Linked DNA regions of Mus musculus: regions 1, 2, 3 and 5 are each linked to region 4. The links are chromatin contacts, called in public promoter capture Hi-C maps. All regions are on one chromosome and are shown on one strand. The core of a region is the stretch at or near the end of the contact, and the rest is flanking DNA. Distances in the headings are between cores, read along the strand shown.

Region 1 (6,042 bases), core at 3,314-5,813, 2.3 Mb before region 4:
GAGGGGAAACCAGGAAAGGGGATAACATTTGAAATGTAAATAAAATTTAAAAAACAAAACAAAACAAACAAACAAACAAAGAAATCAGTTGCCCTCCTCCAGGCCCAGCCAGGACTACCTGCCTCCCCTCACCCCACACCCCTTACTTTCAAGATACCAACGGGGCAGTAAAGCTCCCATGGTCCCCAAGGAAACACGGATGATGGGGTTTGCTTCATTCTGTTTGTGCCTGGGTGACTTTTAGGCATAGACCTTCCTGAGGCTTCAAAGCATATTTCTAATCTAGAGTCCTGTTGCAAAGGCTTGCTGAATAAACCAGAGAATACTTTTTCCAATTTTCTCAAGTGTTGCACTGGAATTTTAAATGTGTATCCTTACTACTTACCTAGTCAAGTGTCCAGCTAGTTCACTTGGCACACTGCTTACAAAGCATACATTAATGGTGTGCAGAGTAGGAATGGTAAAGTTCACCATTGGTGTTTCCCACTGAATCAAAGTCTAGATGGGTAAGCAAGGTTTCCCCTGGGGCAAAAATCGGAATGAAAGGTTGGCTAGTGTCCTGAGACTCCATCTCTTTGTTCACTGCCGCAGACCCTCTGGGTCCCTTTATCTTCGTGGAATGGGTCTCTGGTCACAGGTGGGCAAGGAGTTGGCGGGAATGACAGACAGACCAACACGCGAGATTGTGTAGAATCTGAATGTAATTTGCCAAATTGAGCATCAAACTTTTTATACAGAAGAAAATAGGGAAGTTAGGTGACACATCAGCAAGGTACAAATGAGGTTACCGGATGCTTAATGACTCTTACACAAAACAGAGGAAAGCAAACACAAAGACTGGCAGGAACTGGGCAATAAAACAACTGAGACAAAGTCAGCCCTGTTTAAGGTCAGCTATAGTCTTAGAAGCCAGGTGTGAGGTCTTTACACTCCTAGGGCAAAGGCTTTCACACCCAAGTCGTGGTTATAATTAGGGAGTTCCTTTCTAGCTAACCATCTCATGAATAATGCAATACTCTAAAACCACAGCCCGATCTACTTCCTAAACCATTGTAAATTCCTGTATATGGGAGCAACTTGGCTTTTATTCTAAGTGATAGTGTAATACCAGAGGCAATTCTGAATGTCACTGAATAGGCAACATTCTTACTAAATTCCAAGCCCAGGGTAGGCTCAAGGACTACCTAGGGCATTGATGAAGGCCAGGAAGCAAAGTTCGATTTTGCTTAGGTATTTGGCAAGTCATTGCTTGGAGGCACCTATGACAAAACAATACTGAAAGGAAGCACACAGATCCATTCGCAAGGACAAAATTGGACCATACATGCTATGGAATGCCACAGTTCCAGGAGACTAAGTTTCTGTGAAACTCTTTGCCTCAGGACTGCATCCAGGCTTTTGGCCTGTCATGCGTGTCACTACTGGAGTGGATGTGGCAGTTCACCTAGTCTTCTTTTGTGTTGGATTCATTCTTTTTAAGTATAGATAGATAGATAGATAGATAGATAGATGTCATATCTGTATACAGCATATTTTTATCAAATTCACCCCCTTCTGTCCCTCTAACTCCTTCCAGATGCCCCTAACCTGCCACCTCTCCATTTCACCTTCTTCTTCTTCTTCTTTCTATATAATCACTCAGTCTAGTTGGTACTGCCAGTTCGTGACTAGGTGTAGGGCCATCAGTTGGAGAAAGGGCAACCTACCCGGAGTAGCATCTCTAAAGAAAATTTCTTCCCCCATTGGCTACCAACTGCCAACAGTTTCTCAGATATGGGTGGAGCTCCTTCCCTTCTGTTGTGTGACAAAACTTTCCCTGAGAAGATGCAACACACACACACACACACACACACACACACACACACACACACACACACATCTCCTTACTCCAGAGAGGGATCCCAGGACAAGCCAAAGTCCGATACCATCAGCAAACCAATGAGTTTTATTGGGATTACTTACCAGAGTATGGGGTGGGGGGGTTTACTTACAGGAGGAGAAGTGACTCAACAAAGATGGATGCATCACCAAAATCCACCCCAGCATGGGTGACAGCTCCCCAAAGGCTGGGAACCTGAAGCACACTGCACAGCCTGTAGCCTGCTCGATAGGTTGGAGAGTGTCCTTTCCATGTGGTCTGAATGTCCTTTCCATGTGGTCTGAACCTCTTCCAGGCAGCTGGACTGCTTTCTGCTTCTTCCAGACAGCTGGTCTGGTCTCAGAGTCTTCTTTGCAGTTTAGCTCAATTACTCTGGGAGTGACTGGCTGGTGAATCTGATGAGGAAAACTGTCACACAACACAGCCACATAGAAATTTTGCCTACCTTGATCCTGTGGAGGTCTCCTGAATACACTTATGACTTCATGAGTTCACACCCAGAAAGCACCCCTTGGTGTCCAGGACACACTGATTTGAAGCCGTCAAACGTCTAACTCTTGTTATCTTTCACCCCCTCTTCTGTGATGACCCGTGAGCTCTAGGGGAGACTGGGGACTGGTAATGCAGGTGCTGCCTTTAGAGCTGAGTGTTCTAGTCCTGTATTCTTCATATCTGCTGCAAGATGGTTGAGAGCTGCACTAATCAATAGGTAGGAAGATAAATGTTTAGAAGGATGTTGTATCTATGTCCACTTAACAACACAATAGTAGTAAATCCTTTCCTTAGGCCTCTAACCTACCATGCCATGGGTTCTTGTCCCAGTTGACTTCCACCTTGAGGAACAGGCCTTAAATGGAATAGCATTCATTTCATCTTTGCACTGAGGAGCACATCTGGCTGAGCTGGTCCTTATTATAGTATGCAGGGTTCACAGCTGGGTGAGAATGTTGATGTCTTTCCCCCCAGCAAGCCTACAGAGCACCTTCCAGCACTATGAAAGCTAGCCAATAAGATCAGTTTCATTTTCCATATTCTGTGACAAAAGCATGTGGTATCTCCAATAACAGGGTCTTATCAAGTCTTGGTGGGCAACTAAGAAGAATGAAGATAGCCTGGGTCGTTTTAGGAGTCTCTGGATTTTTTGATCAATAGCTTTAAGGCAAATGTCTTGTTCCTGATGCTTAGCTCTTTGTTTCATGATCTATGGCTTCTAGGGAGAAATATATATGTGTGTTTGTGTGTGTGTGTGTGTGTGTGTGTGTGTGTATTCTAATATTTATATTTTAAAAGATTATAAAATAGGTTTACTCAAACTTTTTCAAACATCCTATGTGTTAGTATTCCTCCTCCTGCACCCTCAATAAATCTTTTGAAGTTCTTTGCTTTAATTTAGAAAAAAAATCTATCGATTTTGATGTTACAGAAGTTAATTTGTACTTAACAAAATACATTTTTAAATGTGGAAAAACTATTCAATAAAGATCTCTGAATATCTGTTATGTGTGTGGGCCTTAGGTAGGTAGGGAGGGAGGGAGACAGTTATTCCAACCCGGAGAAACAACTGATGTTAATATTTTGAGAGTTTTTCCTGTTCTTAGAAAATATATTTTATAATTTCAGTTTGTTATATCACATAACCATATAAGGTAATCAACAAATACAATGTTCACTATATGTAAAACAAGAAGAGACACATTCAAATTTTCTGGTCATTTGCTCTTTATATTCTGGATGAAAGTCAGTTAAGAGTGTCTATGCTAACTAAAAGTGCTTTAACTGTATTGAGAGCCAGTAACTGTCCTTGTGGGGAGCTGTTTGTTTGAAATAATCTGAAGAAGAAGGAGGAGGAAGAGGAGGAGGGGGAGGAGGAGGAGGAGGAGGAGGAGGAGGAGGAGGAGGAGGAGGAGGAAGAAGAACCTTGTGCAAAGCTTCTGCCATCTACCTCATAATAATTAAGAAGCTTGGAATCTAAATATCCAAAAGAAACAGCTAATTGAGCATTATCATGTTTAAAGGGAAATCATAATTAATGAGAATTATATCCATTTATTTTTACTGACTTTGGTGGATGAAATACCATCTAATTTTTGCTTGCATTTGTTGGATCATTCTTGAGATTCATTGCTCAGCTGTTTCTGTCTCGTTTTTAAAATGTATTTATTTATTTCTCTTTCAACATGGTGCTCTATTAATGCTTCTAAGGTTTTTATTAATATGTCAATCTTATCTGACACTTTTATACACACTCGACTATCACTCTTGGCGTCTTGTCAAACAGACTTGTATCTCCATGTTTCCAGTGTGCAAGGCACAAGTGTAATCAACCATCATGGGGTGTGTTGTTGTTTTGGTTTGGTTTTTGGTTTTTGTTTCTGATTTGATTGCATCTGTATTGTTCATTGCGTTTCTGTCTGTCCATTTATTTTCCCAATAGATAAACAGGAGGATTGAGTGTCTAACTAAAGGTGTCCACTCCCAAAGATAAGGTTAGAGTTAAGGGAAACAAAAGAAATTTCATTTATAGCAGCTGAGCTAAGACTTGGGTCCAGACTCTCCTTTGTGTGCACCCATGGCGAATTGTTTCTATAGACAGCAGTTTCTTTTCAGAATAAAGAGCAGAGTAAGTCACTGTAAGCTTACTTTGTTTACTCTTATGAGAAATCAGGATTTGTAGAGAATAGGAAGCTGACTTTGTGGAAGGCTTATGTCTTTGCGGCACAGGCGGGACAGTGGCAGTGAACTAAGAACTGTGATTGGTTTAAACGACATGCGTAGCCTGACCAGATTGGCCCTGAACTCCCCCTATTACCTCACTGCGTTCTGCAGGCCTGTCCACCAATTATAGGACTCCTTACTGGAAAAACCAACCGCTGGAGAGTGCCAAGCGTCCATAGCAACGCCCCTTTGAAATCAGAAGGGGGAAAGACTGAAGTCAGTTCTCCCGCAGAGCGCGTCTATGCCGCAGGAGGAGAAGACTCTTAGGATGGATACCCCACCCCCCGACGAGATCTTAGGAAAACAAAACGAAAACCTGCAAAACCAGGATGAGGAATTGGGGTTTAAGGAAATGGACGGTCTGAGAGAAGCTTTGGCCAACCTTAGGGGACTGTCTGAGGAGGAGAAGGGCGAGAAGGCAATGCTTCGCTCCCGCATCCAAGAGCAATCCCAGCTCATCTGCATCCTGAAACGCAGATCCGACGAGGCCCTGGAACGCTGCCAGATCTTAGAACTGCTCAACTCGGAGCTGGAGGAGAAGAGGCTGCAGGAGATGGAGAAGTTGAAGGCCCAGAGTGAGCACATCCAAAAGCTGGAGAATCACTTCATGATCCTGGCATCCAACCACGAGCAGATGATTCGCTTCAAGGATGCGCACAAGAGTGAAAACGTCAAGCTGAAAGAGGAGAATGCGAGGCTGAGGCAGGAAAACAACAGCCTCTTCAGCCAGGCTCTGAAAGACCAGGAGGCTAAGGTACTGGAGCTCACTACACTCAACAAGGCCCTGGTGGAGGAACTGGAGGTCTTGAAACAGAGATGCGCTCACGAAGCTAGCCAGGCTCAGGCCCGAGAGGAGGAGCTGCTGGGCCTGCAGAACCAGCAAGCCTGTGACCATGCCAAGGAGACCGAGGAGCTGCGCAGCCAGCTGCAGAGCATCAAACAGCAACACCAGCAGGCCACGGAACAGATGGGAAAGGAGCAAGAGGCTAATCTCAACCTGAACCAGGAGCTGCAGGCCAGGCTGCAGACTGTCCTGCGAGAGAAAGAGGAGCTGCTGCAGCTGTCCATGGAGAGAGGCAAGGTGCTTCAGAACAAACAGGCTGAGATCCGCCAGCTTGAGGAGAAGTTGGAGACAGCAGCCATGGCTAAGAAGCATGCGCTGGAACGCTTTGAGCAAGAGGCAGTGGCCGTTGATAGCAACCTGAGAGTTCGCGAGCTTCAGCGCAGGGTAGATGGGATCCAGAAAGCTTATGATGAGCTGCGTCTGCAATCAGAAGCCTTCAAAAAGCACAGCCTGGATCTCTTAAGCAAAGAGAGAGAGCTTAATGCCAAACTCCGCCATCTCTTTCCATAAGAGAAATTGTGCTTCCTGTGGTCTCCAGTCAATATTTCAAGTCCATGTGCCTTAGATTTATGGCAAAAGCAAAGATAATTCATTTACTATACTT
Region 2 (5,406 bases), core at 2,873-5,372, 2.8 Mb before region 4:
ATGCCCTGAGAGAAGTCTGAAGTCTAGAGCTTCCAGCACATACCTTGAGGCTGTTCACACATTTGAAAGAATATTTGCATTTCTTTGACTTCCATTTTCCCTTTCCCCAGCTTTTCCTTCCTGGTGCATTTGGCGTATTTGTGGGCGTGTCCGGGCGTTCTGTGTTTGTGCCACTCTCAATACTGACAGCATCGTCCTGTGAGCAGTAAATAAATTAGGAGCTTCATCAAACAGATGTACACAGTATTTAAAAGCAAGGGACTTCACTATTAAAAAGATGGCTGAGATTGCTCCGCGAGTAAGAGCACTGATTGTTCTTCTGAAGGTCCTGAGTTCAAATCCCAAAACTACATCGTGGCTCACAACCATCCTTAATGAGATGACACCCTCTTCTGGTGTGTCTGAAGACAGCTACAGTGTACTTATTTATAATAAATAAATCTTTGGACCGGATTGAGCAGAGATTGAGCAATCAGGGTTGACTGGAGGGAGCAGAGGTCCTACAAAAAAATTCAATTCCCAACAACATATGAAGGCTCACAACCACCTGTACAGCTACAGTGTACTCATATACATAAAATAAATAAATCTTTAAAAAGATGACTTAATTAAAAGTGTGCAAAAAGTGAGACTTGTACTCCTGGCTGCAGGTGGGGACATAAAATCCAGTTATACATTAGAATACTAGTGGAAAACTTAGACTGCAGAGAAGTGGAAGATATAGGCAAATCTGGGCTTTAAATAAGACACTGGTCTACACCAGGGACACCAATACAAAGCCTCACTCACTCCTACACAGCTCTGTAGGAATGCCACTTGTCCACAAGAAAATGCTGGGGAAACTAACTGCTCTCCTGCTGGTAAACAGTTGCTAAGATTCAATATTTCACTAACATAATTCAATAAATCTGACTGACCTACTACACATCTTCATAATTTATTTGACTGCTACTCAGGTTGGCCATTTGGGGCGAGAGTGTTATTACTTCCTATATTAGGTGTAGTTTTGAAAAGCATCTGTTATGCAAAGACTACTTATTTATAACATAAACCATTTAGCATTTTAAATAAGCTCTCCGTGGTCTACACTATATGTAAATGCAATTCACCTCATAGTCTGAATCCTACCATGAAATGTATTTCTACTCTGTGCAGAGATCTGAACTCTGTACACTATAATAATCTGCCCAAACAGATATAGCTGCAGGAAATACTGAGAAGTCTTCTGACTTCTTATCTTCAGTTCAGAACCCATACTTAAGTCTTCTTTGGAATACAAAAATTTCCAAGTATCACCCTGATACTTCCATATATCACTAGGTAGTAGTAGTCCCTAAATCCATTCCAGACGAACCATTTTGTCTGAGTGTATCCAACAGTCGTTAGAGTGAAGCCCACGGCTTTTGTGGTCTAAGTTACTGCTCCCTAAAGTTGGTTTTGTATTACATTACAAAAGGTACAAAATAAATAGAAGTGTCAAAAGGTATTTAAAAACCACTAATTCATTTAAAAACATTAGTTCTTAAGATTTTTCAAACTTCACATTGGTCTAAAATAAATGTCTTTTTAAAAAACCAACCAAGAACCAAGGAATGAAGTACTTGACATAAAGCAGGTGACCTACAAGTGATTGAATTGCAATTTGATGTAAATGTACAATTAGCTTTTAGTGGAAGTTTTAATTGTTACAATCTAAACTGGCCTCTTAAATTGAAATCATTTTCATCCAGGCATCTGATTCCCAGGAGGCAAAGGCAGACCTTAGCCAGCACGGGAAGTACAAGATCCCGATTTAAAAAAAAGGAAAACCACAGATTATCTGTTTCTCCTCACCTGTCGATTGTTCTTCTATGCAAAAAGTTCCGATTTTGGATTTTCCAGTTAAAAATCCCATCTCATATTACAATTGGTGCAGGTGGTAAAAATCAGCCCTATCACCTCCCTCAATGGTTCCATTACTCCTTCTAGATGGGAAACCAGGTGTTGTGCCTCGAACCTTTGCTACAACACTTAGTGGGCAGGACATGCTGATCTCTGGATTCCAGGCCAACAAAGAGTACAAAGTGAGATCCTGTTGCAAAACTTAAAAAATAAAATACAACACCCCCCCCCCAACACACACACACACACACACACACACACACACACCCTTTGGTGAGGAAAGAACCTGTCCCTCCAATGATGTCAGGCATGTGCTTTACAAATGAGCTTTTATGCCTCTGTCCCTTTAAGAAAATTAAATATATTTTAAAGTTTTATACTTGGTCTGGTTTGTAATCTTATGTGCTTCATCTATACATCCACAGTATTCTGCAGGATATGGTGGTGCATAAATGTCTTCTAGGTACTGAGAGGGTTAAAGCACGGAAGGTAACAGGTGTGAGGGCAGCATGGGGAGAGTCTATGTTGAACAGGGAGATTCTAACTCAAACAAACAAACAAAAAATCCCTTTTTCTGAGAGGACCCCAAAGGGTTCAATAATGTGTCAAAAACACACATACCAAAACGTTAAGTCTTGTCCCTCTTTGAAGGGACCGAAGCAAAAGCTAACTCAATCATTCAACTATGGATAAATTTAGAAAGCATCAAAAAATGTACCTTAGGAGTTTGGAAAGATAAAATGAGCTTTCACTTAAATTTTTTCCCTGACAATTTCCTCATTATAAATTTGACATTTTCATTAAAGTCTAAGTAATCATTATACGAAAGGCCAAAGCCTCTACGCTACCCTATCAGAATATAAGTATCTAATTATTAGAACACGTGTCTAGTACTCTTTACAACGCTTGCATAGTATTTTTTTTTTTTTTTTTTTTTTTTTTTTTTTTTTACGGGGCGGCATTTCTCTAAGCACCGACTTCCCTTAATCTTCACACTTGGCTCAAGTACAGAATTTACCACGGTGGCCTGAAATCTTCCAATCCCTTTACATTAAGCAAAAACTTTCAAACTGTTCCCTCCTTTGCCTTAATCAAAGGTGGCTCCCCCTCTACGATCTTCTCGATTCTACTCCTTCCACAAAAAAGTCGACACGAAGGCACACCGCACTTCCATGGAAAGGGGCATACATAACCGCACGGTCACGTAAACCCAAGCCAGAGATCTATACTTTCCATCCTGAAGATCCCGTAGTGCTCTACAGTGACACAGCCCCTCGGATCCTTACGAGGACCCTTCGTACCAACTTTCCTGGGGAAAACTGAACCTCTTACCTCGAGCATGCCTTTTAAACCAGTAAGTACAATCTCAGATTCGCAATCAGCGTCAAGCCCCCAAAGGCACAAACTCCGTCTCCCACGCAGGGACGATCTGAGCGGACCTCGCAGACCCTTTGGGACCTTTAATCCGCTCCTCGACAACTTTCTGCTTGCTATCTGCCGCAGTCCCAGCTCGAAAGCCCCAGCCAAACCGGACTTCCCCGCACGCCTGCGTTCTCCTGAGCGCGGGTGACACCTTTCCCTCCCCCCACGGCCGCCCGCCCGCCGGCCCCGACCGCAGTTACCAAAGAACCTGAAACTTCTACTCCACAGTCCCGGGACAGGCGGGGCTGCACTCACATTTTCGTCTCCCGAGAGGTCCGGGTTGCTGTTCTCGTCGCTGCTCAACTTCTGCTTCTTGGCCGCGGGCATGTCTGTTCCCGCCGGCGCAGTCGACACTTCCCTCTCGGACATGTTCCTCCGCCTCCCTCCAGGTTCTTGCCGCCTCGGGCGGGGCCTCCGCCACACCGCCGTCAAGCACGCCCGGCCCGAGCCTGCCGCAAAGCTGCCGGCGCCGCCACCGCCGCCGCCCCCCCCACTGTCGCAAATCGCGCCCAGCCGCCGAGGCGGGCGTGCGTGCGACCCCGCCACACTGCTGAAAAAGGGGCGCGCACGCGCGCGCCCTCCCGCACGGCTTCCCGGCTGCTTCCCGTCCCTTGGTCCGGGCGGGCGGTTTTCCCGCCGCCCTCTCGACACTTTGCACCGAGGCGTCGGATCTGCTGGCTCAGAGGGCAGGGGTTTCCTACGTCCCCCTTCCCCACCAGCGCCTAGAGACGAGGCGGAACTCAAAGGGCTGCTCCCTCACCCCCTTCCTGGCCAAGACGTTTCATCCGCAATTGGCTCAATCCTTCGATCTCCGACCCGCTGCAAACGAACGAAAGTCTGTGGCCTGGATCGGCCCACCACTGCTCCCGAGGGAGGGGGGAGGAAAGAGAAGTCACCTCTTGTTTTAGGGGGTCTGTGTCTACGGTCCCTGATGCGGAGCTCGGGAGAACAACTTCGAGTTAGTGTTTACGGAACTTCTCACAGCCTAGATTCTTTTTTTGAAGGGAGAGATTCAAAATCTATAGGCTGTTCCCTGCTCGCCTCCCCCATCGGGCACATGGACGGGTCCCACCTGCAGGTGCGCATGCGCTGAGGCGTATTCTCGCGCTGGGTTACGGAGACGACAGGCCGCCTCCTGGCCCCTCCTCCCCTCGGTTCTGTCTGCTGAACCAGGTAGTCTTTCCACCGGTTTCTGAAGCTTCGGGGAGGATTTCAAAACGGTACCAAATCAGTGCCTACGGACACGCCTCCGTTCTGGGCAGATATTTTATCTAATAAATACTTATTACAATGATTGGTTATATTCAACCGGTTGGTGCCACTATTGGCTTAAGTAAGCCTGTATTTTAAATTACATATTTAGACTTAAGTAAAAATACCTTGTGATGCATGATACATTCTAGTAATCCAACATCGGAAGGGCAACAACGGAAGTACTGCCTGCTCGCCTCAATCTTTAGATCATCCTGGTCGACATAGCAAGTTCCGAGCCAATCAAGGCTATTTACTAAAAACCTGTTTGAAAAAAAATTTTTTTAATTGTATGGATCGGACAGAGTATGGGGGCATGCCTTTTATTCCAGCACTAGGGTGTCAGAGGCAGGTCGATTGCAGTGTGTTAGAGCTACACACTGGTTTGGTCTACACGAGGAGTTCCAGGACAGCCTGGGCTTCGTTATAGACCCTCTTTCCAAAAATAAATAAATAAAAATTACATGGTTCTGAATTGTCATAATTCATAGTCTTAAGTGTTCGTTTTAGCTGTTGAAAGCTGAGGCTCTAGGAAACTGACAAGACCTATAAGTCACTGTGAGCAACTGCATGAGTTTGTGAGACTTAGGTAAAAGGCAATTTTTTAATATAGGGAAAGGTAACTAAATTTGCCCGTATCATTAAAAACTCTTTAATTTTTCATTTTTAGATTAAAAAAAATGTGTGTATGAGTGTGTGTATGTCTGTGCCCCACATGTCTGTACTGGTACACAAAGTCAGAGGATGTTGGATCCCTGGGACTGGAGTCACTAACGTTTGCGAGCCAGCCTGTAGCCAGTCTGTAGCCAGCCTGTAGCCAGCCTGTAGCCAGCCTTAACCACTGAGCCAGCT
Region 3 (5,850 bases), core at 785-3,284, 2.8 Mb before region 4:
GAGGCTAGCCCGTTCTATAGAGCAAACTTCCAGGACACCTGGAACTACACAGAGAAATCCTGTCTTATAGAAATAAAAGGAAAAAGAAAAGACTCAAAGAATGAAAATTAGGTTTGTAAGTTTCAATAGGTGGTTTTTCTAGCAAAAGAATGGAGTTAAGTTCTGAGATGCTAGTAGTTCTATTTGTCCTTCATTTTCATTTATGTCTAATGATATACAATTCCAAGCCCCCAAAAAAATCTTGTCTTAAAGAAATATCCACTGGATATTTATCATATAAATTTAATGTTGGGCAAATAAAGCATATAGCCGGAAATTCCCTTCCAGATTAGCTCACAACATAACACAGACTCTACATAGGGTTTCATTGGTTTGTTTCGTTCTGTGGTAATGGGGTTTGAGGCCACATTTTGGGCTTACAATAATTCTGAGCTGGCTGTGCTGGCACACACCTTTAACCCAGCACTTGGATCTCTGAGTTCAAGGCCATCCTGGTCTGCAGAGTCCTAGGACAGCCAGCCAGGCGTACAGAGAGAAGGACCGGTCTCAAAAAAGACAGGAAAAAAGTGTTTTAACTACTGAACTACCCCACCACTGTTTTAGAGCCAGGGTCTAGCCTTGCAACTGTGGGTCTCCTCCCTCAGCCTTCTGAAGAGCTGGAAATACAGGTGTAAGACACGAAGCTGGGCTTTATTAATGGCAGACATCTGAGGAACACGTTCTTCTCAAATTGTTTCTTTCATCTTCCAAACCCCAGAGCTCCTACTGGGACATTCCAAAAGCTATTGACCAGGGTTAGCACTACCTCACCTCCACAGGAGCCTCCCATTCACTGCAGACAGAAGTCCATGGTTTCTTGGAACCACGTGTTTTTCTTAAGAGCAGCGTGTATAGAATACATTATCAAAAGCTGGTGAAAACGGAGGCGTGGAGCTCTCGCTTACCACACGTGAGGCACAATTTAACAAAGAGGTTGCAGTATTTAACAAAACAAGGAGAAACAAAACAAGAATAGCTCTAAAGAGAAAGGAGTCACGTCTCAAGACGGATACATCGCTGGTTTCTAAAGAGCAAACAAGATTCACTCTGGTTACTCCTCAACCACTCCCGCACTCATTTCATTTCATTTCATTCTAAGGCTCTGGCTAAGCAAGGGCATCTCTCTGACCAAAAAGAAAGCATTGTACTCGAATCCTTTAGTTATCACAGGTACGGCTCACACCTAAATTTCAGTCATTTCTATTAAGCAACTTGCAATTATTGTATTTTAAACTGGGTCGGTAAACTTCTGAAAGGGGGGGGGGGGCCTTCCAAAGACACCAAAAAGGAAAAACAAAACAAAACACCTTCATTGTCCGGAAAATTGAATTTTTCCGAAAACCACTTAGCTTTAGATTACAAATCTCAGCTTTACTTCTAAGTAGCATTATCAATTTACAAGAGTAATTACTACACTATCTACTGAGTGTACGTTCCTGAACAGCAAAGAGAGAAAGACTAGCTCACGAGTTACCACGGTTACGGCGAAATGCCGTACAGAAGGCTGAAATTAACAAGTAACTACAGCACTCAACCCAGCAGGTGGAACAAAATCCGCACTCAACAAAATGCAGTCACATCCTGACAGCCTCGCAAACACAGCTAAGAGTGGGGCCAGCGTCCCATTGCCCGTCCGTCGCACACGCCCAGGAAAAAAAGCACAATGACCAGGTTTCCCCGCGTTCCAAGCGCCGTGCACCGTGCCACCACCCAGCTCTCAGTCACCGACCCCTTCCTGCCACCGCCCGGGCCATCCTCACCAGCCTCCCCGCCACCAGGCAGCCAAACATGGCAGCGCCCTCGGCGCCTCTGCTAGGCCAGCGGGCACCTCAGGCCGGACACCAGGAATTCCGCAGCCACTGTCCTAATTGAACTCAAGAACCTTCCAGAATTTGCAGGAAGGAACGTGACCCTCCACTACATAACAACACAGGAACGCATCTGGGCCGGCGACCTCTGACCCTTCCTTCCTAACTTGCACGCCTCTCCGGAACGAGTACTTCCGGGTCATTACACCCATTTCCTCCTTCTAAGGTAGTAAGGAGGAGCTGGTATCGCGCTAAGACTACAAATCCCATAGTGCAGTGCGCCAGCCTCCCAGAGGGCGAGCCGGGAGAATTTGAAAGTTACTACTGATAGTACATGATTTCCGTGCCTGTGTGAGTCAAAGTTTCTAAAGGTGGTGCTGGGAGAAGACCTTTCTGGCGGTTGTGTAACATTTTAGGAGTAACAATACGCCTTTGCCAGAATCGTTTCACCCAGCCTCTCCTTTCAAAAGCTTAATGGGATAAATATTATCTCCGTTTTATACGGAGGGCAATTGGTTCGGCATAACCTGCCCGGAAGCTTGAAAAATTGATTTTTGGAGCGTAAATTCAAGTTGCAACCAACTTACTGCATTCTTCCTGACAAACATTATATCAAAAATGTTAATATATTTTTATCTCATTTTTATGGCAGTGTCTTATTACCTAGCCCAGGTAGACCTCGAACTTGTGCACTCCTTTCTCAGCCTCCAATTGCTGGAATTATAGGCGTGGACCACTAAAGCTATAGAGGTCCAGAAGTCCTTTTCCCCACTAAATACTAGTTTTAACACGTAGTTGTGTTCTTGCTTATATTTCTTGTAGTGCTTCACTTGTGCTTCCTCCCCGCCCCAACTAATGTGCTGTACAACTGTAGGCAAGCTATATAACAGCTTCATCAGTCAATCATCTGCAAACTGAGACAAATAGACCTATTGGGTTGCTGGAAGGATTAAATGATGAATTAATTGATAACTGCCACTAAGAATAGGGTCTGGTGCTGCTTAGGGAGTTTTGTTGTAAAAATGCCTTTTAAAAAAAATAATAATCTAAGTTTTCTCACTTTGGGGAGTTGTTTTCCAAGACAGGGTTTCTCGATGTAGCCTGAGCTGTTCTGGAACTCACTCTAGACCAGACTGGCATCAAACTCAGATCTGCTTCCCTCTACCTGCTAAATGCTACAATTAAAAGTATCTGATACTAGCTGGGCGTGGTGGCGCACACCTTTAATCCCACACATGGGAGGCAGAGGCAGGCAGATTTCTGAGTTCGAGGCCAGCCTGGTCTACAAAGTGAGTTCCAGGACAGCCAAGGCTACACGGAGAAACCCTGTCTCAAAAAGCCAAAAAATAAAAAAGTGTGTGACACTGCTGCTCATCTTTTGGGATTGGTGTTTGTTTGTTTGTTTTTATTCATTTATTTGTCTCTCTGTTTGTTTGTTTTTTAAATAGACAAGGTTTTGCATAATTTAGACTAGCCTGGACCGTGCTGTGTAGTCGAGGATAATACTGGATTCCTGATCCTTCTCCTCCACCTCCCGAGGGCTGGCATTACACACACACACAGCCCCATAACTGACTGACTTGTCCTTTGAGTTCTGGATGCATTTCCAGAAAAGGCTCATTGGAAACACAAAACATTATCTAAAGGAAGTAGCACCAAGGATCGACCGCCACCGCCACCGCACTCATTCTCCCTTTTTCAGCTTTAATCCCTGTGCCTTTTGCATGAGGAAAGAACACAGTCTTTTCGAAGCTTGATCTATCTGAGCATGGACCACCAGCCATAACAGGTCTCTCTTCCCCAGTGCAAACAGTGCAAGTCTTCTTCTTTTTTTTTTTTTTTGGTTTTTCGAGACAGGGTTTCTCTGTGTAGCCCTGGCTGTCCTGGAACTCACTCTGTAGACCAGGCTGGCCTCGAAATCCGCCTGCCTCTGCCTCCTGAACTTAGACTAGAAAGGATGTACGTAGTAAGACCACTGGCCGTCAGATTGCTTCTGTTCACTTCAGGCATTTACCAGCTGCATGATACACTGGCTAACCTAACATTCTCTTGTCTCTTTTTCACCATTTTTTTTTTTTTGGTTTTTTTTTTTTTTTTTTTTTTTTTTCGAGACAGGGTTTCTCTGTGTAGCCCTGGCTGTCCTGGAGCTCACTTTGTAGATCAGGCTGGCCTCGAACTCAGAAATCCGCCTGCCTCTGCCTCCCAAGTGCTGGGATTAAAGGCGTGCGCCACCATGCCCGGCTTTCACCATTTTTAAAATGGAATATTATCAGGATTTACCTAATAGGGTCGCTTTGATGGTTCTTACCTGTGAAATACTAAATAGTGGGTAGACTCCCGCTCAGTGTCAGTGATTCACTTTGCAGGGTTTCCTGTATAACTTCCCACCTTGGGTTCTGTGCATGTTCTGACTTTAGGAGCAACTCATACTATTCAACTTATATGTTCTTAGGCAACGTTTTCATTTGTCTGTGATGTGCATTTGATTGTTGCTCCTTTCCTTATAAGACAATCTTATTAGTAGCTTGAGAGCTGGCTAGCTTAGAAACTTTGTAATGATCTCTAGCTGTTTATTAATTAATTAACTTAGTCTTAGTCTTTATTATATAGGACTTGCTTTTTTTTTTTTTTACCATTTTCTGGTAGATAATTTTAGTTCTAGATTGGACAGAGAATTAGAGACAATAATTTAGTAACCTTTCTCCACATTAGATATCTGTAGAGTTAGGTCTGATTCTTCCTCCTAGCCCCGTGCTCCCAGAAATAAGACTCAGACTTTGACTAGATCATAATGTAAAATAGCCCGTTTATTCTAATCTATATTTCTTACCCGCGTTCACGCGACCGGCCAGGAAGAACGCAACAAACCGGAATCTTCTACGGCAAAACTTTATTGCTTACATCTTCAGGAGCAAGAGTGCAAGAGAGCAAGAGCGCAAGAGCTTTATTGCTTACATCTTCAGGAGCAAGAAGCAAGAGCCAGAGCAAGAGAGCAAAAAGGCGAAACCCTGTCCCTTTTTCAGGAGAATTATCCTCCGCCTAGGACGTGTCACTCCCTGATTGGCTGCAGCCCATCGGCCGAGTTGTCGTCACGGGGAAGGCAGAGCACATGGGGTGGAGAACTACCCTTGGCACATGCGCAGATTATTTGTTTACCACTTAGAACACAGGATGTCAGCGCCATCTTGTAACGGCGAATGTGAGGGCGGCTTCCTACATATATTCTGCTACATGGCTGAGTACCTTTGCTCAAGCACCATGTGTCTGTACTCCTCACAGCTTCCCCGGCTAATCTCCCACACCTAGCTCTATCCCAGAATCCTTTCTGCCTCCCCGGTATTCCTCCTGCTATTCTACCCTTTCTTATAGGCCATAGGTTTTTAATTGACAGCTGATACATACATACATACATACAACAAGATATTCTCTCTACAATTCCCCCCTTTTAGTCTAATAAAAGGTTCCTTTTCTTCCAAATATAAATTGAATACAATTATAACAATTATGAAAACTGTAAGGTATGATATATATTTAAAATGTCCAGTCTATGTATAGTATTTGGCAGTTAGGGAACTTTTTCTATTATCTATCATATCTTGGTGTATTCAAAGTTTTTGTACCTAACTCAACTTGTATTACCAACTTAAAAACAGCTTTTTAGACTAACACATCTTCTTAAATTCTAAATAACTCAAGCTTAATTTTCAGACTTTAACTATCAAGTTTTCAAGCTCATCAGAGACCTGAGAAGGAATAAATTATACCTGAGTATACAGAAAGTGTAGGCAAGCAGCCTTCAAGCCTAAGAATTGACAGACAGTATATGTGGCAGTATATATGGCAGCCATATTTATGAAGCAGGAATTATGAAGAACTTGCTTGCAATACCTTGTATTGCCAGAGTCCAGCAGTCAACTTCCTGTATCCATTTGTCCTTTCTGGACAGCATGTTTTCTGTAATTGAGACATGGTCATTTTCTTTGCCCAGTGGCCAGCTTGCCTC
Region 4 (6,301 bases), core at 404-2,903:
TTACATTATATCACCCCCATTTTCCACACTATTTTCACCCATCCTGTTATTTTCTTTCAATAAATCAGTCTTCCACATAACTCAAACGAAGGTTACTGCTCATATAAACAAAGATTCATTAGCTTGAACCATTTCTACATTTCCATCAAAGGACAGAAAGAAAATGGTAGCTATTGGTTCCTTCTGGTACTTACCAACATTACAAGCAGAAGAGCGTAGTATTTCTGAGGCTTCACGTTGCTGAATCCACAAGAATGGCATCTGCCACTTCTGTGGCTGCTTCTCACACCACAAGCCAATCTTTGAAAAAACGTCCTTTTTAAGTACCATCATCTCCATATATCTTTGAAGGTTCCTGTTGTGTTTTGGAAATTTAAAAAGCAGCCTGCCTAGCTTTTTGAAAGGAAGACCTACTGGAACTTTATTAATTTCTAACAGAGGCACCGTATATATTTTCACTGATGCAAACAGACCAGTGCTAGGGATACAATCCAGGGTCTTGACTGTGCTGTGGGAATCCTCACCACCGAGCTAGCCATCTCCTTCGAAAAGCTCAGGAGGGGAAAAATAAAACACTCAAATTACGCATATCAGCATTTTTAACTTTTCAGAGACCCTCAGTAGGTCTTTTGGCATCTTTCTATAGTGAACTTCAGAACCTGAAAAACAAACACACAGTACTGTTTGAGTTACTGGAGAAAAGGTGTTGAGATGCTGAGCAAATAGGCTCAAAAGTTCTTTAAGTATTCTGAATGTATTTTCATCGGTAAGGGTACCAAGTGGTTAAGGGAAGGGGATGATGTGTTAACTAACGTTATCTGCACGAAGATGTCACAACAAAACACATTATTTTGCACAATATAGGTAACAAAAGAAAAGGGAAGTTTTCCACAGTTATCAACTTCGAATATACGCAGTATTTTAGCACAGTTCATTTAGCGTTAGTCGAGAAAGACTGCTCACTTGCAGTCCCTTTTCAATGTCGTTTACGTTCGCTGGTGGGGTAAGAAAGGTTAGGTGCTAACTTCTTTTGGTAGATCCTTCCTTTGTCAGTTTCAGGGCCAAGCTCCACAACCCTTCGCGATCACATTATCTAGCAAAGGATTTCTTTGAGGCCCTTTGCAATTCACGACCGAACGAAAATTCAGTGGTGGGAGCAGGGGTCTGACACCTGAGGAAATGATCATGAGGGATTAAGAAAAATGACAAGGCAAAAAATAAATAAATAAAAATAACCTAGGTTTAGCTCCACTCACAGGGTGCACGCGAGCTTTTCGTCTTACAGGCGCGAGGCCCGTCGTCCCGAGTCCCCACACCACAACAAAGACACATTTTGCCCAGAGAGTCTCCCCAGGAAGTCTAAGGGTTTCTCCACGCTCAGTAAAGCGACTCCCTGTGTCCCGGGGTGGCGAGGCCTTGTGCAACCCCAGCGGGTTGCGGTTCACTCCGACTCGCGATGGCATTTCTGGCTCGACAGCCCTGAAGGTCCCCAGTGTAGCCTCCGTTCAGTCCTAGCCGGTGCGCGAGGCTATCAAGTTCTACATCCTAGCCTCACCATTCTCACCATGCCACCTTTCGGCTCCACGAGCCCCTCGAAACCTCGGCTCGCCGCAGCTCCAGGGCTCCAACATGGCGGCCGGTCCAGTTCTTCTCTGGGCGCTCTGACCAGAGCATCCTGGGTATTGTAGTTCCAGCTGTAGCCTCTACGTCGCTCCCGGACTTCAAAGGACTACAGATCCCAGAGTGCACAGCTCTGGAGCATGGCTATTGGGGCCGCTCGGACAGAGGGATGATGTCATTGCAAAACCCTACTGCATTCATTGTGCTACGGTCTATCCACCCCCCGCCCCCCCGCTGCTGCTGCTGGGCTCGCTATTGCCGCTCGCTCCAGCTGAGCCCTGAGTAGCAGCAGGACCAGGGCAGGGACTGACTCCAGTCCTTGGACTTAGGACACCGCAGCACCTTCTCTTGCGTGCGTGACTCATTCGTATATCATTTCTTTTTATGCCTGGGGTGGGGAGAAAAATCCCAAACCAGGTGAGTTGAAGTGATTTATTCAAATCGTTTTCCCAAGTTATCCCTCCCGCTTAGTTCTCAAGGCTTTCTTTTGAGAAGATGGGGCCGGGAATGGGGGTATGGATTCGGGAGGTTCTCACCGGCGCTGCTAAGAGCTAAATAGCTCTGTGCAATTTGGGTCACTGCAAAGAACAACTCCTGCAACCTGCCCCCGCCAGAGGACTGGTGCCTGCCAATTTCCTTGCTTCAACTCCCTTTAACCTTTTTAAGGCTAGGAGAGGGGGCTGGGCTGGGAAGGATGTTGGGAAGTGCACTTGGAAAACACGAGGAGGGCAAAGGTGGGGGACTGCAGTCCTGTCATTCCACGACCCCAGTGCTGAGGTTTGAGTGGGAAAGGGTGATGTGTGGGGAGAAATGGAGACAGTAATTTAATGTGGCCGTACTTCTTGAGAACATTTGTGTCGCTTGGACTAGCACACACTATTTTTAAGATGAGCAGGTTTCTCTTGAGTCGCTTAAGTTTCGTAGGGCTTTATTTTATGTTTGTATGTTTGTGTCGTTTGTCTCGCCTTTTCCTGCTGATTTGAGGTGACAGTGTCCTTTAATGGTGCACTCCGTGCCAGTCAGAAATATTTCACGTGTCTAGGGAAGGATCTCTTCGGCTGCTAGAAGCTGCATTTTTGTTAAGCGTTTTCATTTTTTTGTGTTCTCCCGACTGCGGGATTCGGGATGGTTTGGAAGTAGAATTTGTGCTTGTGTGAGTGTTTTAAATTACATCGCGATAGGCTCTTGCCACTGACAATGGTACTGTAACAAGCTGCCGTTTCTGAGGCTTAGTCTCCACTCAGAAATAACGGTTTGCAGACGGAATCGATTAGGAACCTGGGTGCTTTCTTGTTCTTTTTCTTTTTAACACTTTAGGGGAAGGAAAAGTTGAATGTTGTGTCACCCCGTTACTGGACTTTAATGAAAGGTATCCAAGGACAGAGAACCTGACCTGGGAAACTAGGGAGCGTGGTAGTGTGCTGTTTGTTTGAATTTTGTTTTCCAACGAACTGACACGTTTAATAAGGCAGGCAACATTCTGACTTGTATGATGCTGGCTCTCCTCTTAAGAGTTACAGGGATGAACGCTGCAATAAATATGTTCCTTTGAGATAAACAGCTGGCTGGCTCCGGAACAGATGGGGCCAGTCTTAGCTGAGAGATATACAACCTTGGAAATGAATGGACTTTGGGTCAACCACACCCCCTTTAGGAATGTCAAAAGAAGGAGAACCGCCAGAGTATTTGCTTAACTCCAAAAGGCTAAAGCTTTTTTCACAGCCTCTGCCAGCTTTAGAGGAAAAGTCATTTACTGTCTGTCTTTCGCTTCTGGGAACCAATTTTATTCATTTTTAATTGAGATGCTCAGGTCTCCAAAGTTGGAGCTGCTGGGTGACACTTTGTTAAATGCTTCATGTTACCGAATGCAAAGGACAGCTTTGTAAGTGGAGGGATTTATTGGGAGCGCAGCGGGTAGTGGTTAGATTTGGGGGAAAACCAGCACGCTGTATTTGCTTCTTCCTACAGCTCTGTAATAGCACTCTGCCCTTCTCTTCTGTGCCCTTCTTTCTTTCCCTACCCAATTCTCATCTCTTCAGATTCCGTTTCCCCTCCCCCTAGTCTATTTGTAGTAAATACTGCCCTTTCTCTTTGAGGATTTCCCCTGTGGCAGGAGAGTATCACATCTCTTTTTCTAAGTCACTTTCCAGTCTCTGCACACCGCCCTCCACACCTTCATCCTGCCGTCCTGGAAGGAACCCTGGAGTTAGAGGATGTAGGCTATGTGTGAATCTTTACTCAGAGTCCTCTTTGAAGAGGTACTGGTATTTTTACCCCCCCCCCCCCTTGGAATCTGTGCTTGGTAGGGTGACACCAGCGAGCCCCCACCCAGGGCTGGGATTGTGCTTTCCATGGCAGACATAACCTGGGCCCGGGAGCATGTGGACAATGACATGCAGGCCTGGGACTCTTCCTTTCCATGGCACTGCTCAGTCCCATGGTTCAGCCAAAATGCTTTACACAAAATGCTCTTGTCATTCCCAAAGTAGTCTTGAGTAGCTTCTGCTTCATGTAGTATTTGTGTTTCTTCCCTGTTCCAGGGAGTGGTGGGAAAACAGTGGATCCCCTGAACCTGATGCTGAGTAACAGCAGTACAGGCAGGCAAACTGCGTTTTATTTTGAAGGTAGTTAGAATCCTTGCCATTTTGTCTTCTCTGTGGAAGAAAGAAGTTTGTTGTTCTATGCTGCTCTCCCCAAGACATGGGTGTGGTGGCAGCTATATCTTCTTTTTTCTTAACCAGGAATTTAAAGGCCATTGTCCATTTGAAGTCTGCCTGGGTGACCGGTGGTGAGACTTCTTTTGTACTACCTTGCTGTACTAATCCCTCTTTCCTGCAATACTCCCTTGCTTCCTGGGGGTGGGGGTGGTTCAGTGGGAGGAGGAATGAGATGAAGATTAGATGTCACTGCTGTCCTTATGACTTTCAAGAGCTGCAAGTTTCTTTCTGCCTCAGTTTGTCTATCTACAAAGGGACACTCGGGGTGTCTACAAAGGGACACCAACCTTTGCTTCTTGGTTTCCTTGGCTTTTTGCTACAATCCTCCATGGTAAAGCCTGAAACTTACTCCAACAGCAAATATGTCAGTTGAGCAGGTATTGTGTGATAAGCTCTGTGGTGCATCAAGGAAGAGAAATGTTCCCCCTGCATTGAGGTATTCCAAGTGTCTTGCATGCTTCTTCCCGGGGGTTTGCAAGATGGGATGAAAGTGCCCAATATGACTGTTCCCTTTTCTGGTGTAACCAGGGAAGGTTTCCTTTAGGAAGTGGCATTTGAAGGGACTTGAGTGGTCAGAGTTGCTTTGAGTACGGCAATTAGGGTTTGTAGGCAGAAGGAACTGCACATTTGGAGTACCGAGAGGAGTGGTGAGGAGGAGACGGAGCTGGAAGAGGTATGAGAGGCTGGAGCCTGGGCTATTTTGAATGACAAGGTGATTTAGGTCTTTGTCCTCAGGTAATGGCAACTTAGGAAGTACTTTAATTAGCTAGATGAATATCACATGTGGAATTACATTTAAAAACACCCCATGGTTAGGGAGATGGCTCTAGGGTAAACTTGCCATATAAGCCTCAGGACTTGAGTTCAGTCCCTAGAACCCATGGTGGAAGGAGAAGACTGACTTCTAAGAGTTGTCCTCTGACTTCCATATATGTGCTGATGTGTAGGACACACACACACACACACACACACACACCAATAATAAATGACAGATATTTTTAAAAGCTAGAGAAAAAATTGTGAGGAGTGTTTGGCCAAGTAGCATATCGTTTCTGGAGTCATGACCACAGGTGATGACGCTGGACTCAGCGGAGACTGGATAGACACTAGGTTTGAAAATTATAATTGTGTAAATGTATTATTGATTGATTAGATGTGAGACTAGGAAGAAAAAGTAGAATATGGCTTGTGGTTTTTTTTGTTTGTTTGTTTGTTTTTGTTTTTCTTTTTAAGCAATCCAGATGACTTTTACAGAGAAAGAGAAAGCTGATTGGGCACCTGAGTTTGTTCAAGAAGAGGTGGGTAGGGCTCTGGATTCTGTTGAATTTGAGGCTTCTGGAACAATCTAAGATCTTTGTTTTATTCTTCCCATGGTTGTATGGGATGTGGCATGGTAGTCTAAGGAAGAGAGATGTGATGAGGCTAGGATAGGGTACTACTTATTTATTGATGTATAATATTGGGAATGGCATATTCATATTCAAGGTTTAGTTTTCTCATCTATACAATGGGTTTATCCCACAACAGTATACCCAGATGTAGGTGCATCGTGCTATGAATGCGACCTCTCATGAAATAGTGTTTGCTTTCAAGAAATTTCTCTGAAGGGGGAAAGACACATGAACAAATGGAGGGGTGAATCGCAATCCTAGGATATCACAACCCCTCAGGAGGCATTCATTCTTGGAGGGTGGGAATTTAACGATGTGGCCCCTAGCCTTCAGCTCTAGAATTGAAGGCAAGGAACAGCCCTAGGGAGGAGTTCCCAGGCCTTGCACAAATTAGGGACTTTGCATGTTTATTAACTACTAAGGATTCTCTCTCTCTCTCTCTCTCTCTCTCTCTCTCTCTCTCTCTCTCTCTCTTTCTTTCAGATTTATTCATTTATTATGTACATAGTGTGCTGCCTGCATATATGCCTGCACACCAGAAGAGAGTGTCAGATCTCATTATAGATGGTTGTG
Region 5 (5,851 bases), core at 591-3,090, 2.6 Mb before region 4:
TTTTGTTTTTCAAGACAGGGTTTCTCTGTGTAGATCAGGCTGGCCTCAAATTCAGAGATCAGCCTTCCTCTGCCTCCCAAGTGTTATAATTAAAGGCAAGTGCTGCTGCCACCACAACCCACAGAACTGGTTAATTTTTAATAAGCATACATTGATCAATTCTGGAGGCTAGGAGGTCCCCGAAATCAAGAGCTTGGTTATTTTAGAGCACAAGGCAAAGAGAAAGAGAAAAGAGTAGGAACTTCAAATACTTTTATAGTTAGTATTAATCCGTGTATGATTTAAATGCTTCCCATTAGGCCACATCTTAACACTCTTGAGGATTAAAATTCAACATATTAATTGGTGGTATGGGGGTAGGGCATGGGTGGGCACATTGTGGAGACACAATCTTTAGAGAGTTACTAGACAATTTTAGTGCAAAAACAATCCCACTATAGGTTCAGAAAATATTAACTGGATAGTTGGTTAAACAATGATAAAGAAATTAGCTAAGAAATTAGTAGAATAGTTTGAGAATAAAAGAAATTATAATGGATTAAAACTTGCACACACATGTGGGTCACGTGAACATGCATACATGAGTACACACCACAGACAAAAACCAACCAAACAAAAATTCCCGGTCATTCCACTGCCTGATAAACACAGGGTACCAAATTACAAATGGAATGCAGATGCACCAAAGGGAGTTTTACAGTTTTGTGAATTCTCAAGCTGGTGTGACAAGAATGAAACCTGCAGCCTTAATAAGAATTGTGAGTTCTTGCCAAAATCACCGTGCTTCAGAATGGCGTGTGAGATAGAAAGGGAATGTGAAGAGACCACAGAATTCCTCATACCACACACAATTTTAAACATCTATTAGCTTTTCATCCGTTGAGAGTTAACAGATTTAAGCGCAATATTCTAGATTTGGTTGGCAGATGGTGTACACAGATTTTGAGTACGCTCGAATCTCATTTGAAACTAGCAAGATTACATAGAACCATGATGGTAACTTAACATTCACAGAGAATTTAAAATTTATCCCTAACTCTTGAGTTAAATGTGGAGCACTAGTAACATTTAAAAAGGCTTTGTTCATAGATCTTCTGGATTTCATAGATCTAAGTCTCGGGATGTAATACTGGTCTAAAATGCCTACAGGGCAGAGTCAATATCTTTCCATGGAAATCTGGCTCACACAAGAGGAGAAAAGAGGCCAAAGGGAAGAAAGGCTAAACCAGGGGAGATCGCAGGTACTGATGTCTGACTCTGAATGGGACTTCTCCTTTTACCGAGCTGTCTCACTTCCTTCTATGGTGTGGACCTTTAATCTCGCTGGTTGTCAGCCTTGTAGGGTCAAGTTAATCACTGTTGACATCACCCTACTACTTCCCTTTTCAAATTCCACTGAAGCTATGTGTTTCCTGTCGTATTTGACACCGCAGAGAATGAATACCGGGCTGGCTTCTATCTAAATTTAGACTGGCAGGAACGTGGCGACTCTTAGTAAGTCGAGATAAACAAAACTAGGTGACGTTTCCAACACTCTCAAAGAAGACGAGGGGGTGAAAAAAAAAAAAAAAGCCCCAAAGCCCTGTTACTAAAAGGGAGAGCGGGGTGCATTTGAAGAGGCCTGTGTGTAGGCTCAGAAAGAGACTGGCTGGAGCCGTTTTCTTTAAGGCAGGAGGAGGGCCGTGGGGTCGGCGCCAAATTGAGCGAGGCGAAGCCCCGGAGCCCAGGCACCTCCAGTTCGGGGTGAAAACTACGCACAGGCAGCAGCTGCCTCACCTCTTTGTCAAGCCCACGGCGTCAGCCTCTGACACGAGGGCGGGCGTCCTCGCCTCCGGGGTGAAAGAGGGGCGCAGCGGGCCGCCCCTCCCCCCCGCCCCCCTACGACACGCGGGGCCCTGCCTCGGGCGACCTGTTGGCAGGGCGCGTCACGTGACGCGGCGGGCCGCGCCGTCCCCCGCGGGCGGGCCTCCTGTTGCGCCCGCCGGGCGGGTTCCACCACGTAGCGCGCGGGCGCCGCCCCGCTCTTCCCTCGCCGGAGCGAGGGAGGGGGGCGCGCCGGAGAGGAAAGGGAAGGGAGAAGGGGCGGGAGGAAGCGAGCAGGGGGCGGAACCCGAGTCACGTGACCTAGGGGCAGCCCGGAAAGCTCCGAGGAGGAGCCTGGCGCCGCCATTTTCCTGCAGCTGCCTGGCCCTCTTACCCGGTCGGGCTCCAGCTGACCAGGGAAGGGGTGGGCCGAGGCTGAGGCGCGGGACCCGGGAGTGGCCCCGACTTGGTGTGGGAGCCCGCCGGGGGAACACGCGAGCCGGGGCTCTCGGAGCGGGTGGCGGCGCGCGGCCCTGAGCCCCGCCCCAGGCCGGCAGGCGGGCGGGGAGCCGGTGGGGGTAGGGGGTGCGGTGGGGGGTGGGGACCCTCGGGCGCTTGGGGGTCCCAGGCCCCGCCGGCTGCGGAGCGGAAGGGGTGGCGGACGAGCCGCAGAGATGTCTGGCCAGAGCCTGACGGACCGAATCACCGCGGCCCAGCACAGTGTCACTGGCTCCGCGGTATCTAAGACAGTATGCAAGGCCACGACCCACGAGATCATGGGCCCCAAGAAAAAGCACCTGGACTGTGAGTGAAGACCCCCCGCATCCTCTCCCGACCCCTCTCCATCGTCCTCCTCTCTCTCTTGGGCTGCCTCTTCCCTCCCTGCGTCTTATCTGCACGATGGCTCCTGTGCCTGGTCGAGCTGTGTGTTCTTTTCTGCTCCCATCACACCTGCCTTTAACGGCCTCTGCTCTTCTCTCAAAAGAGAGAAAAAAAATGTGACAATCCATTGCGCCCCCAGAGATCCCCTGAGACCCTCGCCTCCTAGCCCCCGGCACCACCAAGCCCATCGCGCTCCACCAACTTGCCTCCCACCCAGCTCCTCACTCAGACTCCTCTCCCAGCTACTGCAGCCCCTTTTGCCCTTCCATCCCACCCGTCCCGTACCTCCTAGCAGCCGTCCGCTCAGTGATTCCCCGGCTAATGTCTCCAGGACTCAGGCTCACCGCCCCATTGTTCCATTAGCTTTTTAAAATTCCCTTTCCTTTCTTTTTTTTTTTTTTTTTTTTTTTCGTATTTCCGTACTAACTCTGCTTGGTGGGACCAGATTTCTGTCACTTCTCAGCTCTTGAAGTGTTTTTCCCCTCCTCCCATTTCTTTGTGGTTTCCTTTTCTACCTTTCTATCTACCTTTTCGGTCATCTTTGCCATTCTAGCTTCCGTTAAGTTCCTTTGACTTCTTGTCACCTCCTTCTTTCAATACTATGCCCAGTTACTCGGCTTTTATTCCATTTACGCTTGTGGGGAGTAGAAACAAAGGGATTCAGTGTGGTGTGGGGAAGGCTTTGTGGGAAGTTACTATTTTTATTTGCCATCATTATATTGTCTGAGTTTTGAAGTTGTGTGTTGTGCATGTTCTACCCCCCCCCCCCTTTTGTAATCCATATGAGGATATGGATAAGGGCTTTGCTGGTTTTGGTATCAGTTCCTGGAACTGTTAACATTGGTGGTTTGAATTTAGAAGCTTGAGTGTGATGTGTAGCGGTTCGAAATGGATCAATATATTTAAGTACAAATAATCAGGTTTGGAAACGTTTTAATTTATGCTAGCTGTATTTTGGATAACTATCTTGCTTAAGCGGCATAATGTAACTCCAGCATAAACTTAGGTACAGTTAATAGAGCGGACTCCTCCCAGTTGCTTTCTAACCTAGGAGCCACCTGTAAAACCACCTCCTTTTTCTTGTTGCTCCTTTGCCCTAGGGTACAAAGCTCAGTGGATCACTCAGTCCTTGAGTCAGTGGAATGTTTCAGGAAAAAATAGGGATATAGCAAGGATAGTAAATTCTCTTTTTAAATGACTCCCGGACACATTAGCCAAACTGACTTTCATCATACATGAAAGTTGCTTTGCCCTGTGAAGCAAGAGCGAGCTTGTCCTGAAAGGGAATTCGCTGTAAGGAATCTTGTTTCTCACTTGGACTTTGGCTGTGAGGTTTGCACTTGAAGAAAAAAAAAATACGGCGGTGTGAATTCTAAGACCCACTGGTCATGAAGTGCTGTTAGAACAAGTTGTTGCCACAGACAAAACCCATTATTCGTTGCGATTTGTTCCCTGGCTGTGGACGTTTCATAGAAGCCATCCTTTGGTTGGCTGTGGTACTTAGACAGGCTGCTTTTTAACTGACCCGATGTAGGAAAGTGGAAGGGATATTTAAATGGTGACTCCACTATAAACATTCTGTAGGGGATTGTGAATAAATTATAAATGGGTTTTGAAAAATATATACTTGGAGAGATGCTTTTGTTTACATTCTTTTGAAAGACTACCCATGGGATTCTTTTTTCCATGGTTCCGATTCCAGACTTGTGTCAAATTTGTCTGTGTAGCCCAAGCTGGCCTTGAACTTGGGACAGAGACCATAGTTCTTCCTCAGCCCTCCACAATGCTGGGTTGGTTCTGTGGTACAAAACCCTACTCTACTGTTTTTGTGTCAGTGCTGTTTGTGGGTTTTCATTTGTTTTTGTTGGTGTGAAGGGGGCGGAAGATACTTGGTAATCTGTGAAATGTTCTTTAACTCAAAGTGGTAAATCGCAGCAGAAACAGCATTGAAATGTTCTTTATAAGGGCTTCTCCAGCTGCAGCAATGCTTATCGAGAAGTGTTGCTAGAATGGGGGAGAACGTAGAAGATAGGTTGTTGGTTCTTTTTTTTTTTTTCTTCCTTTTTTCCCTTTTTTAGGTTAGAAGCAAAGGTGGTTTTTATCTAGTTAGTGACCTTTGTCAATATTATAGATTGGAACTAGTTGGTATTTAAGGATAACCTAACTTTTTCTCTGCTGTCTACAAACTCCCATACTTGTAGAGCTTGAGTATACTTGGTAATGTTTTTTAATATATGTTTAATATGTTTTTTAATATTAAAAATAAGGTGCCTCTTGTCTTTTTCTTAATGAGGTTTTTAAACGAACAATGATACTATTTTTCTTCTATTGTAAGCTGTTTTTCTCTAATACTTTAGAAAAATCTCATTGATGAATGGGTTCCAACCCTCCCTTCACACTTCAGCATGTTTTGAAAAGTTACCTAGAGACAAGTTTTGGTGTTAATCTCAGGCTATATGTAATAGAGAAATGCATCATTTCAAGTAATTTTTGCTCCTTTGAATAATTTTTGGCTCTTTAAGAATTTTTCTTAGTTTTGAAAGTTAGTTTTCTTATGCCTTTTAATATCTTCAACTACTAACGTCTCCTTCTTTGAACTGAGTAAGAAACAATTTCATCTTTAAAATGGTAGCATTTAACAAAAATATGCCTAGTAATTTGTCTCTCTCATCAATCCTTTAGCATGTGGAAGTGGCTTTTGTGTACTTCTGACAAGATTTTTCCATATTAGGAAGTGATTATTGTCCATAAATTTTGAGTCAATTCATATTACATTTAATGCTTACTGAAGACTTTTTGCTTATAAGTATTAATGCGTAACAGTATTTTAATGTTCCTACTGTTAAACTTGACAGATTTTCATTTAAATTCAGGCTTCTAATGGCCATTTATAATCAAGATAGAAGAGCACAACCCTTAAAATTTCAGATACAGCTATCTTCCCACCCAGATCCATAGCTGTTCAGATCCTTTGTATAAAGTGTATAGTGTTAGCACACAATCTACACACCCTCCCATATATCTTAAAAGCATTTCCACATTACTTTATACCTGTATGATGTAAATGCTCTGTAAACAGTTGTAGTGTATTGTCCAGGGAACAATGACAATAAAATGAGTAATTGAGATGTTTTTGATCTGATGTTGTGGGACCCATGTAAACAGA

Evidence for each region. Promoter capture Hi-C pulls out the DNA fragments that hold promoters and counts their contacts.
Region 1: a promoter capture Hi-C map of liver shows a contact between it and region 4, with 2.6 times the contacts expected there. The contact joins the promoter of Ccdc89 here to the promoter of 4632427E13Rik in region 4. A contact is called at or near these places in 5 of 39 promoter capture datasets (the 3T3-L1 cell line, cranial neural crest, hippocampal neurons and 1 more), 1 of 484 Hi-C or Micro-C datasets (B cells) and 1 of 9 other capture datasets (macrophages).
Region 2: a promoter capture Hi-C map of embryonic stem cells shows a contact between it and region 4, with 3 times the contacts expected there. The contact joins the promoter of Eed here to the promoter of 4632427E13Rik in region 4. A contact is called at or near these places in 5 of 39 promoter capture datasets (cranial neural crest, embryonic stem cells, liver and 1 more), 1 of 484 Hi-C or Micro-C datasets (B cells), 2 of 115 datasets of contacts at active chromatin or transcription factors (astrocytes and large pre-B cells) and 1 of 9 other capture datasets (liver).
Region 3: a contact with region 4 is called in a promoter capture Hi-C map of pre-B cells, with 6 times the contacts expected there. The contact joins the promoter of Hikeshi here to the promoter of 4632427E13Rik in region 4. A contact is called at or near these places in 4 of 39 promoter capture datasets (cranial neural crest, embryonic stem cells, liver and 1 more), 1 of 115 datasets of contacts at active chromatin or transcription factors (astrocytes) and 2 of 9 other capture datasets (adipose tissue and liver).
Region 5: a promoter capture Hi-C map of embryonic stem cells shows a contact between it and region 4, with 4 times the contacts expected there. The contact joins the promoter of 2310010J17Rik here to the promoter of 4632427E13Rik in region 4. A contact is called at or near these places in 3 of 39 promoter capture datasets (embryonic stem cells, liver and pre-B cells) and 2 of 115 datasets of contacts at active chromatin or transcription factors (astrocytes and embryonic forebrain).

Annotation. Positions count from the first base shown.
Region 1 is chr7:90,421,749-90,427,790 of GRCm38.p6, forward strand. It overlaps Ccdc89 (coiled-coil domain containing 89), which reads left to right and starts at 4,564. Exons shown (of 1, transcript NM_027298.1): 1 at 4,564-6,042. The coding sequence starts at 4,836. The coding sequence ends at 5,948.
Region 2 is chr7:89,976,854-89,982,259 of GRCm38.p6, forward strand. Eed (embryonic ectoderm development) reads right to left here and starts at 4,123. Exons shown (of 12, transcript NM_021876.3): 1 at 3,559-4,123; 2 at 44-196. The coding sequence starts at 3,672. RefSeq lists a promoter at 3,959-5,406, an enhancer at 4,382-4,418 and cis regulatory regions at 4,390-4,397, 4,593-4,600.
Region 3 is chr7:89,939,170-89,945,019 of GRCm38.p6, forward strand. Hikeshi (heat shock protein nuclear import factor) reads right to left here and starts at 2,035. Exons shown (of 5, transcript NM_026304.3): 1 at 1,800-2,035. The coding sequence starts at 1,829.
Region 4 is chr7:92,739,806-92,746,106 of GRCm38.p6, forward strand. It overlaps 4632427E13Rik (RIKEN cDNA 4632427E13 gene), which reads right to left and starts at 1,654. Exons shown (of 2, transcript NR_015510.1): 1 at 1,257-1,654; 2 at 901-1,171. Rab30 (RAB30, member RAS oncogene family) reads left to right here and starts at 1,909. Exons shown (of 5, transcript NM_029494.2): 1 at 1,909-2,037.
Region 5 is chr7:90,128,096-90,133,946 of GRCm38.p6, forward strand. 2310010J17Rik (RIKEN cDNA 2310010J17 gene) reads right to left here and starts at 1,841. Exons shown (of 3, transcript NR_046007.1): 1 at 1,777-1,841. Picalm (phosphatidylinositol binding clathrin assembly protein) reads left to right here and starts at 2,118. Exons shown (of 20, transcript NM_001360867.1): 1 at 2,118-2,607. The coding sequence starts at 2,478.